Regions from separate parts of the Mus musculus genome. Here region 1 is linked to region 2. A link is a contact called in public HiChIP or PLAC-seq data. All regions are on one chromosome and are shown on one strand. The core of a region is the stretch at or near the end of the contact, and the rest is flanking DNA. Distances in the headings are between cores, read along the strand shown. Region 1 overlaps Gm36287 (a long non-coding RNA gene). Region 2 overlaps Gm36723 (a long non-coding RNA gene).

Evidence for each region. HiChIP or PLAC-seq counts read pairs in DNA pulled down with a chosen protein or histone mark.
Region 1: a contact with region 2 is called in an H3K27ac HiChIP or PLAC-seq map of bone marrow-derived dendritic cells, with 3 times the contacts expected there. The contact joins two enhancer-like sites. A contact is called at or near these places in 4 of 484 Hi-C or Micro-C datasets (embryonic fibroblasts, group 2 innate lymphoid cells, liver and 1 more), 4 of 115 datasets of contacts at active chromatin or transcription factors (the 230-238 cell line, CD8 T cells, bone marrow-derived dendritic cells and 1 more) and 1 of 9 other capture datasets (embryonic stem cells).

The regions. Positions count from the first base shown.
Region 1 is chr12:25,212,150-25,215,689 of GRCm38.p6, forward strand. All of the region lies in intron 6 of Gm36287 (a long non-coding RNA gene), which reads left to right. Among named protein-coding and RNA genes, the nearest start is that of Gm36441, 4.3 kb to the left of the region's middle. Within about 2 kb of position 1,797, at least 27 of the 459 cell types and tissues checked have an H3K27ac peak or open chromatin away from gene starts, as enhancers often do. A contact at or near this core is called in bone marrow-derived dendritic cells, where this site is marked.
Region 2 is chr12:25,376,743-25,380,503 of GRCm38.p6, forward strand. Gm36723 (a long non-coding RNA gene) reads left to right here. Exons shown (of 12, transcript XR_001780577.2): 2 at 167-3,761. Among named protein-coding and RNA genes, the nearest start is that of Gm36723, 23 kb to the left of the region's middle. Within about 2 kb of position 1,504, at least 14 of the 459 cell types and tissues checked have an H3K27ac peak or open chromatin away from gene starts, as enhancers often do. A contact at or near this core is called in bone marrow-derived dendritic cells, where this site is marked.

The DNA.
Region 1 (3,540 bases), core at 547-3,046, 160 kb before region 2:
GGTCCTGGCCTCCCTCTGTTTTAGGTAGTGCACACAAGCATGGAGATGTAGACACAGGGAAGTCTGTTGCCCTATGGTAGGTCAATACTACAAGAACCCAGTGAAAATGTCCGCCCGTTTGCTTTAGGATAGATAGCTGCGTAGTGGGATCCTCTGAGGATGTATAACAGAGTCAGATAGGATTATGTAGGAGATACTTGAAGGTCACACTGATGAGTGAATAAAGCCCCATTCAGAAAGGGGAACCCACAATACGTTATATCATAATCATCTCGTTGGAGTGGGCCACTGTATTACTTTTCTATTACTGTGATAAAACATTGTGAGGAAGGCAACTTATAGAAGAAAGGGTTTATTCAGGCTCAAGGTTCCAGAGAGATAAGAGTCTATCATGGCAGGGGAATGGCTGGCATGGTGGCTGAAGCAGGAAGACTAGAGCTTACATTTTGAACCACTAACACAGAGAGAGTGGCCTAGAAATGGCCCATGCCTTCAAACTCTCCAAGCCAGCCTCTAGTGACATACTTCCTCCAACAGTGCCTTCCCAAACAGCGCCACCAACTGGGAACCAAGTGTACAGACACACAACCTGTGGGGGACAGTCTCATTTAAACGAGTGTAGTTATCATGTAGGCTAACAGAAAACCTGATGAGCAGTGACTGACAGAAAACATAAAGAATGGTTTTTCTTATGCAATACCATCTGGAGGTAGGCAGTGGGCAGAGTTTTGTGATTTAACAAGATCTTCCAAGGTTCAGGCTCTTCTGCCACTGTCCATGAAACATTTTGTTGTTGTTATTGTTGTTATTTTTTCGTTGTTTGATTCTGTTTCCCATCATTTCATTTTTCCCTCATTGTCCTAAAAATGGCTGCTGTAGTCCAAAATTCACACAATCAGAAACAAGTATAAGGAAAGGGGCAGGCCTGGCCAGTCTCTTCTCTATCCCCTCTCCTTCCCTTTCTTCCTTTCTCTCCCTCCTCTTCCCCCACCCGACAAGGAAACAAAGTCTGACAGCTAGTCTCCCTGAAAGAGTCTAAGGCATCTGTATGCCTCTCTGGCAAGATAGACCCCGTGGTGTAAGGAAAAGCCAGGGGAGCAAGAATGTGGCCATCATAGCCAGGGGAGGGAGATTGTAAAAAGTGGCTCAGTTAGCTGGTAGTCAGCTTGCGCATGCAGAGGATTTGTTGGGAAGGGGACCTGGGGACTCTGGGTAGCAGTGGCCTAGAATGTGGGGCTCTGGGAAAAAAAAACCGTGGCTAGTGTTTTTATTATATAACCTTTGTGGGCGGATGTTCTTGTTACTGTGTAGTTATCTGATTCTTTCAATGACAAAAACAGAAAGTTGGTTAATTTAAAGACAGACAGACAGACAGACAGACTTCAGCGTGGCAAAATGGGGGCCGTGTGACATCCATGTTAAGGGAGTGCTCTCGGGCGAGAGTGTCCAGGGGACCCTGGGATCCTGGGCACAGGGAGCACAGGTCTCGTGGCTGAGCTTGTAGGTGTGTGGGCAGCAGACTGGGACAGGTTTCGGCTGGCACTGGAGTTGAGGGGACCTCTTCCTTGCTCTCTAGGTGTATCTGAGAGCCTGGGGCAGGGCTGAGCATATGAGCATGGCTTGTGGAGGCCATTAGGGGTGGTGGTGAATAGAGGTGGGGTGAAGCAGGAAGCTGGGGAATCCGATGGAGGAAAGGAGACAACTCTTAAACATTTGCTCACTGAGCTGTCCCTGCTTTCGTGCTGTCTCATCTAGAAAGTGGTGTTGAAATGAAGTAAGTCTTCAGGAAACCCCCATGTGTTCTGCGATTGAGGCTGACATACTGACATAGGCTTCTAATTCTGCCAGCTGACCAGGCATGTGTCTCTGACGACACAACATGAGGCTGAAATGGGAAGATGATCTGAAATTAGCCCCTGAGTCAGATGACAGGGACGAAGTCAGAAGAGCAGAGAGACATGTAATTGCCGTCCCCCTCCCCGCTCCAAGGGTGATCTCACTATGCACGGTAGGCAGTGGGGAGAGGCCTGTGGACCCCTGCAAATCTGGATAGCGTTCAAAGAGGTTCTGGTTCTTTACTTGTCCTGGTCAGCACTGTTTCTGCCTCTTTCCTGACTCAGCGAGTGACCTGCAGTGACCCCGAGGAGGGAAATGTCTTGGCTAGACTTGAGGACTTATTCTATGAATCAGGGGCAGAAGTCTCTGGCCTTGTTCTGTCATTGAAGTTATGTCACATGATTTTGTAGAGGGAGAGTGTCACCCCAGTTTTTTGACAACCAAAGCTGGGCTACACTTTAGCTTGTAGACCCCTAAGAACTTCCTCAACAGAGGATCAAACTGTACCGTGAATTTGATGAGTCTATTGTATGTAAGAGGCACCCCGGTACAGCCTAGCCCTTGGTATTCCCTGATGAGAAGCCAGTGAAGAGGAGAATCAGCACCCCCTGCTATGAGTAAGACCTAGTTGTAGAGTCTAGGAAAGAGTTTGAATAAAGAGATGCATAGGTTTCTCATGTAGCAAGTTGTCTGGATCTGATGACCTTAGAGTTGATGTAGCAGGCAGAGCTCATTGTGGAAGAAAAAAGAAACCATTCTAGGTATGTTAGTCAGCAAAGTCTCTACTGCAGGGGATTTATTTATAAAATCAATGGAGGGGCTGAAGGAGAAGGATACAGGCTGGGCCTTGGGAACTGCTCTACCTGGAAGGGTCTAAGTCTCATCCTTGGGAGAACTGATTCTAAGCCCTCCAGCCTAGGGCAGGTGTGGAGAAGGGGTTGGCATTGAATCCTTGTCTCTAGAGAACTGATGCTATCTGCACTACCATTCAGACCTGGAGGATGAGTACCGTCACACAGTGGCAGCCACCGTTAGGCATTCTAGACAGAGAAAGCATCCACTTGACCACTGCCTTATATAGACAGTGATTTTGTGAAAGCTAATTATCATCCAAAACCTTTACTGAAAGGAAGCTTGGGGAATACCTTCCAACTCTCTTAAGGAAGAATACAAGTGGGCTATTCCAGGGAACCCAGCACATGGGACAGCAGAAGGCTGCTGGCTAAAGTAGGCTTGCCCAAGAGAAGTTCTTCAAGAGAAGTTTGACTCAGGAACACATTCTCCTTTAGGTAGGCCCATGATGGAAAGGGACCATGTTTTTCAGTTTCTGATTTGACACTGGAAGCTTTTAGCCCCAGTTCTATATCCCTCAGATAAGTGGCTTTGAAAAGTTCCGGTTGCCCAATTGTGGGATAAGGAAGTGTGTGTGATAAGCCAGAGTGGGGCTCTCCGGCTACAGCAACTTATGGTCTAAGGTCTCAGAAGTACTTCTCCGGAGGAGTAGCTCTTTGTTCCTGGATTTGCGAGGCCTCAAGAGCCCTTCACTGGGCACTTTCTCTGAGAGTTCATAAGGATCAAAGGAGCAAGGAGGAGGGGAGATGTGGGGGGAGTTTGGTGACCACAAGTGAAGGGGGGTGGGGTGCTGCACAAACAGCTGTGTCCAGTGTACCCGACCCAGAGCTCCAACATAGATGCTTCTATTAG
Region 2 (3,761 bases), core at 254-2,753:
GCGACACGGGGAGGGAGCAGCTAATTTGAACAGGATGAGCACAAGCAGGGTGATTCCAGCAAATTCCAGGGAGCAGAGAGGTTGTCACATTGCTAGGGGCAGCTGCTGCCTGGTTTAATTATTGTCATTTTTTTTGTCTTTTTCTTTTTTTTTTTTTTGACAAAAGGATCCAGGACCCAGACTCCCAAGCAGAGGCCACTAACACACTCCTGAAAAAGTGAAGTTCAAGTGAAAAGCACGTGAGATCTCTGACTGCCAGGTTTGTGCTATGTCCACATGTCAGTGGGCTTTCTAGGCACAGAACACTGGCTCTTATTTCGTTCCAAACAGTATAACTATCATCTATGACTGTGTGAGATGAGTGTATAAGAAACGTCAGAGTAACATAAAGAGTGGCATTCCTTCCCCCGAGAGGACTGTCCCGTCCTGAATAGACTTGACAGACCATGATGATTCCGTCTTCCATCTCACGCTGAAACTGGAGCCGTGGTAGAAAGTTAAGTTAGGGGATCGGGAGTCTAATTTTGTGCTGTGTCTTACAGAAACATAAAAACCCAATCACATTTAGTTATACACTTAAAATTTGTTTTGCTTTTATTGGAAATAATAAAATTATATGGACTTGAGCCATTATACTCTCCCTCTCCATACACATACACACACACACACACACACACACACACACACACAGAGACACACACACACTTGGTAGTGAGAGTTTTTAACAGCCCTCAAATGCAGACAAGTTAGTGCCTGAGATGTGAATGTTAAGAACTGTGGGCTTTGGATAAGACCTGTTAATTTAGTTTCACTTGTCTCCAGAGCTTTACACATGTTCTCCGAACTGTCTATTCTTCTTCATCATCCTGGCATCCAGAAAAGCTCATGGATGCAAGCATACACATGTATATATGAAAACATGTATACACAAGGCACATGTGCTCACATATGAGCATATGCATACACCCACACAGCATACACTACACAGACTGCATCCACACTTGCATATGTTCATATGCTTGTATGCACACGGACACACACTCATATATACAAATGCACACATGTTTGTATACGTTTGCAGTCACATCTCTTTAGAATACCTAGTCTTTAAAAAAAAAAAAAGGAAAGCCCAAACCCACACTCCTGACTTTGACACTCATAAATTCTAGCAGGCCGAGCCCTGCTCAGGACCTGAACCTTCCGAATTTAATGACAGCAAGGCTGATGATACAATATAAACTATATTGGGAATGTTGTACCACAGAGTTACCTCTTGGAAGCTTTTGTTACAAATAATTAGTGAGTGGATGATAGGGACTAGCAAAGTGCTGCCTGTAAGTAAAGTCTGGACCCCAAGTGCATGCTAGCCTTAGAGACTGTGAGCGAGCACTGGAAGATTGGAAATGAGGCGTGTTTGCTGCTGGCATGGCTCATATCGGTATGGGTGGGGCACTCCACAGTTACTACACTCTCCTCTGGTGGTGCAACCCCAGTATCCTAGCCTAAGTCATAAAGTCAGCTCCTGGTCAAAGTATGAGTGGGTGCTCTGACATCACTCCAATTGCAGAGAGCAAGAAAGGGGAAGAGGGAAAGAGTTTAGTTCTCCTCTTGTGTGCTTGTATTGCCTGTCTTTCCTGGAAGCCCTTTTGCTACCTCCTGTGAGCTGCATACGAGCCGAGTCGTCTTGCACCTCCATGGCTACAGGGCCATGGGGCAGTCCTCTAGGGAGAGAGGCTGGCAAGTGTAATCTCTCAGCTGGGCACAGATCCCAAAGTCCTTCAGAGGAAGAAAGAAAGGTGACCATTTGGTGACATCTTGCTGCTGATGTCCAAAGATGAGGCCTTTCCTACAGAAAAGAGATATTCTAAATCAAGTAGTTGCTATAGCTTTAACAAAACTACAGGTAAACTCCACTTTCTTTGAGCGTACAAGGATTTTGATTTGAGAAGACACTTTGAAAAACACCTTGCTTCATCAGCCTTTGGGTTTAGTGAGCATCTGAGAGCCATTTTTATAGTGTGAGTTCCCCCCATGATCTTCCCTCCCCTACCCCCTAAGTCTGCCCTGGAGGCAGAGTGACCTGGAGCTGGTTGCATGCCCTGAGGTGGAGGGATGCTACTGGGGCTGGTCTGGGAGTTCCCTAATGTCAGTGGGCATTTGGAAGATAGTTCACTGGAAACCCCTTTGTTATTATTTACATATATTGTGCTTGCATTTTCGGCTCATGTATTCCCTGGGAATCTAATTTGTAAATAATTACTTGACAGAAATGAAGCTGGGTAGAAAATTCAGAGTGTGCAGTGGCCCAAACAAACCCCAGAGAGGAGACTCGAGCGGAAAGGCCAGCTCCTACAAGGCCTCAGCACGCTTCCTCTGCTCAGCCGTTAGCAGCTAATAAGGTCCCCAGTGTAGAAGCAAATTCTCAGGCGGTGGACGGACGTGGTGGACACACCAAAGTGGCCATTAGCAGCCAGGCTGGGAGCAGAAGGCTGAGCTGGCATGCTGAGAAACTGCTTTCCCTGTTCCGCTCTCTGTGCCAAGGAGCAGTGGTAAGGGCAGGACTGCTCTTCCTGTATGAAGAGCCAGAGCGCCTAGAACAAGGAGGTGCCACAAACTAAATGCTTGTGTTCCCCTCTGAGTTCCTATGGTAAAGCCCTAATCCCCCTTGTAGGCTGTATTGGAGGTGTAAAGAATAGATTATGGTTAACTGAGGCCCTTGAATGGAGCTTTAATCAGAAGGGGTTGCGTCTTCAGAAAAGGTACTAGGGCTCTCTCCCTATACCCACTTACCAAAGCAAGGCTGTTTGAGGACAAGCAGGTGACCCTCTACAAGCCAGTAGGGGTGCTATCACCCAAAACTCACCTCATTCAATTTAGATTCTGAGCTTTCTACTTCTAGAGCCATGATAATGAAATCCTAAGACCTTAAACTGTCCAGCAGGTAGCATTTTTGTTACAGTAGTCTGAGCTGACCAATACAGGGTAATGGACTGGAGATGTGTGTTACAGAAAGCTAGTCCTCTGCACCCTCTGGGATGTTTCTTGCTGCTGTGATAGCTCCTGAATACCTGCTCCCATCGCCTTGAGCCCTGGGCCCTGCTGGTCAAGGCCTTCTCTAATTAGCTACCTCATCAGTACACCATCAGCAATAAGGGCCTGGCAGCTTGCCTTCTACAAATCTATTTAGCCTTTGGATATCTTACTCCAGAAGGGATACTTAGCCATTACTGCATGCCCAGTACCTGTTACACTTTTGTAGACAGGAGCAAGCAGACATACTTGCTATAACAGATAGCCCTGTCCATATAAGAGCAAGCAAGGGCTTAGAACTGGTATCAACTCAGTTATTTCATAGTTGCTCTGAGCCTGAGACCGTCTAAGCACTCATTGCATGTGAAGTTGACCAAGGTCTCATAACCACATGCGGGTTAATTCTACCGCTCTGTCCTTCACAGAGAACAGAGGCACAGTTGGTTCTAGGACACACAGCTAGCAGGTGACAGAGCCAGGGTCATCCTCATGCAGTCTGAATCATGCCTTATGATCAGTGTGAAGCTGCCAGGCCAGGTAGCCATAATCTTATTGTAGATTCCAAGTCTCATGTGTAGGATCTGATGGGGAGGGGGGACACAAAAAAGGGAGTCTCTTTTCTTGGTGGCTGGGAAAATCTCCCTAAGCCAGGTCTAAGTGTATTTGAAGGAGGGTGGAGTTGGTAAATCCCCCAAAACAAAGGTGCCTGGGCCAAAAGAGCCCGAAGGTAT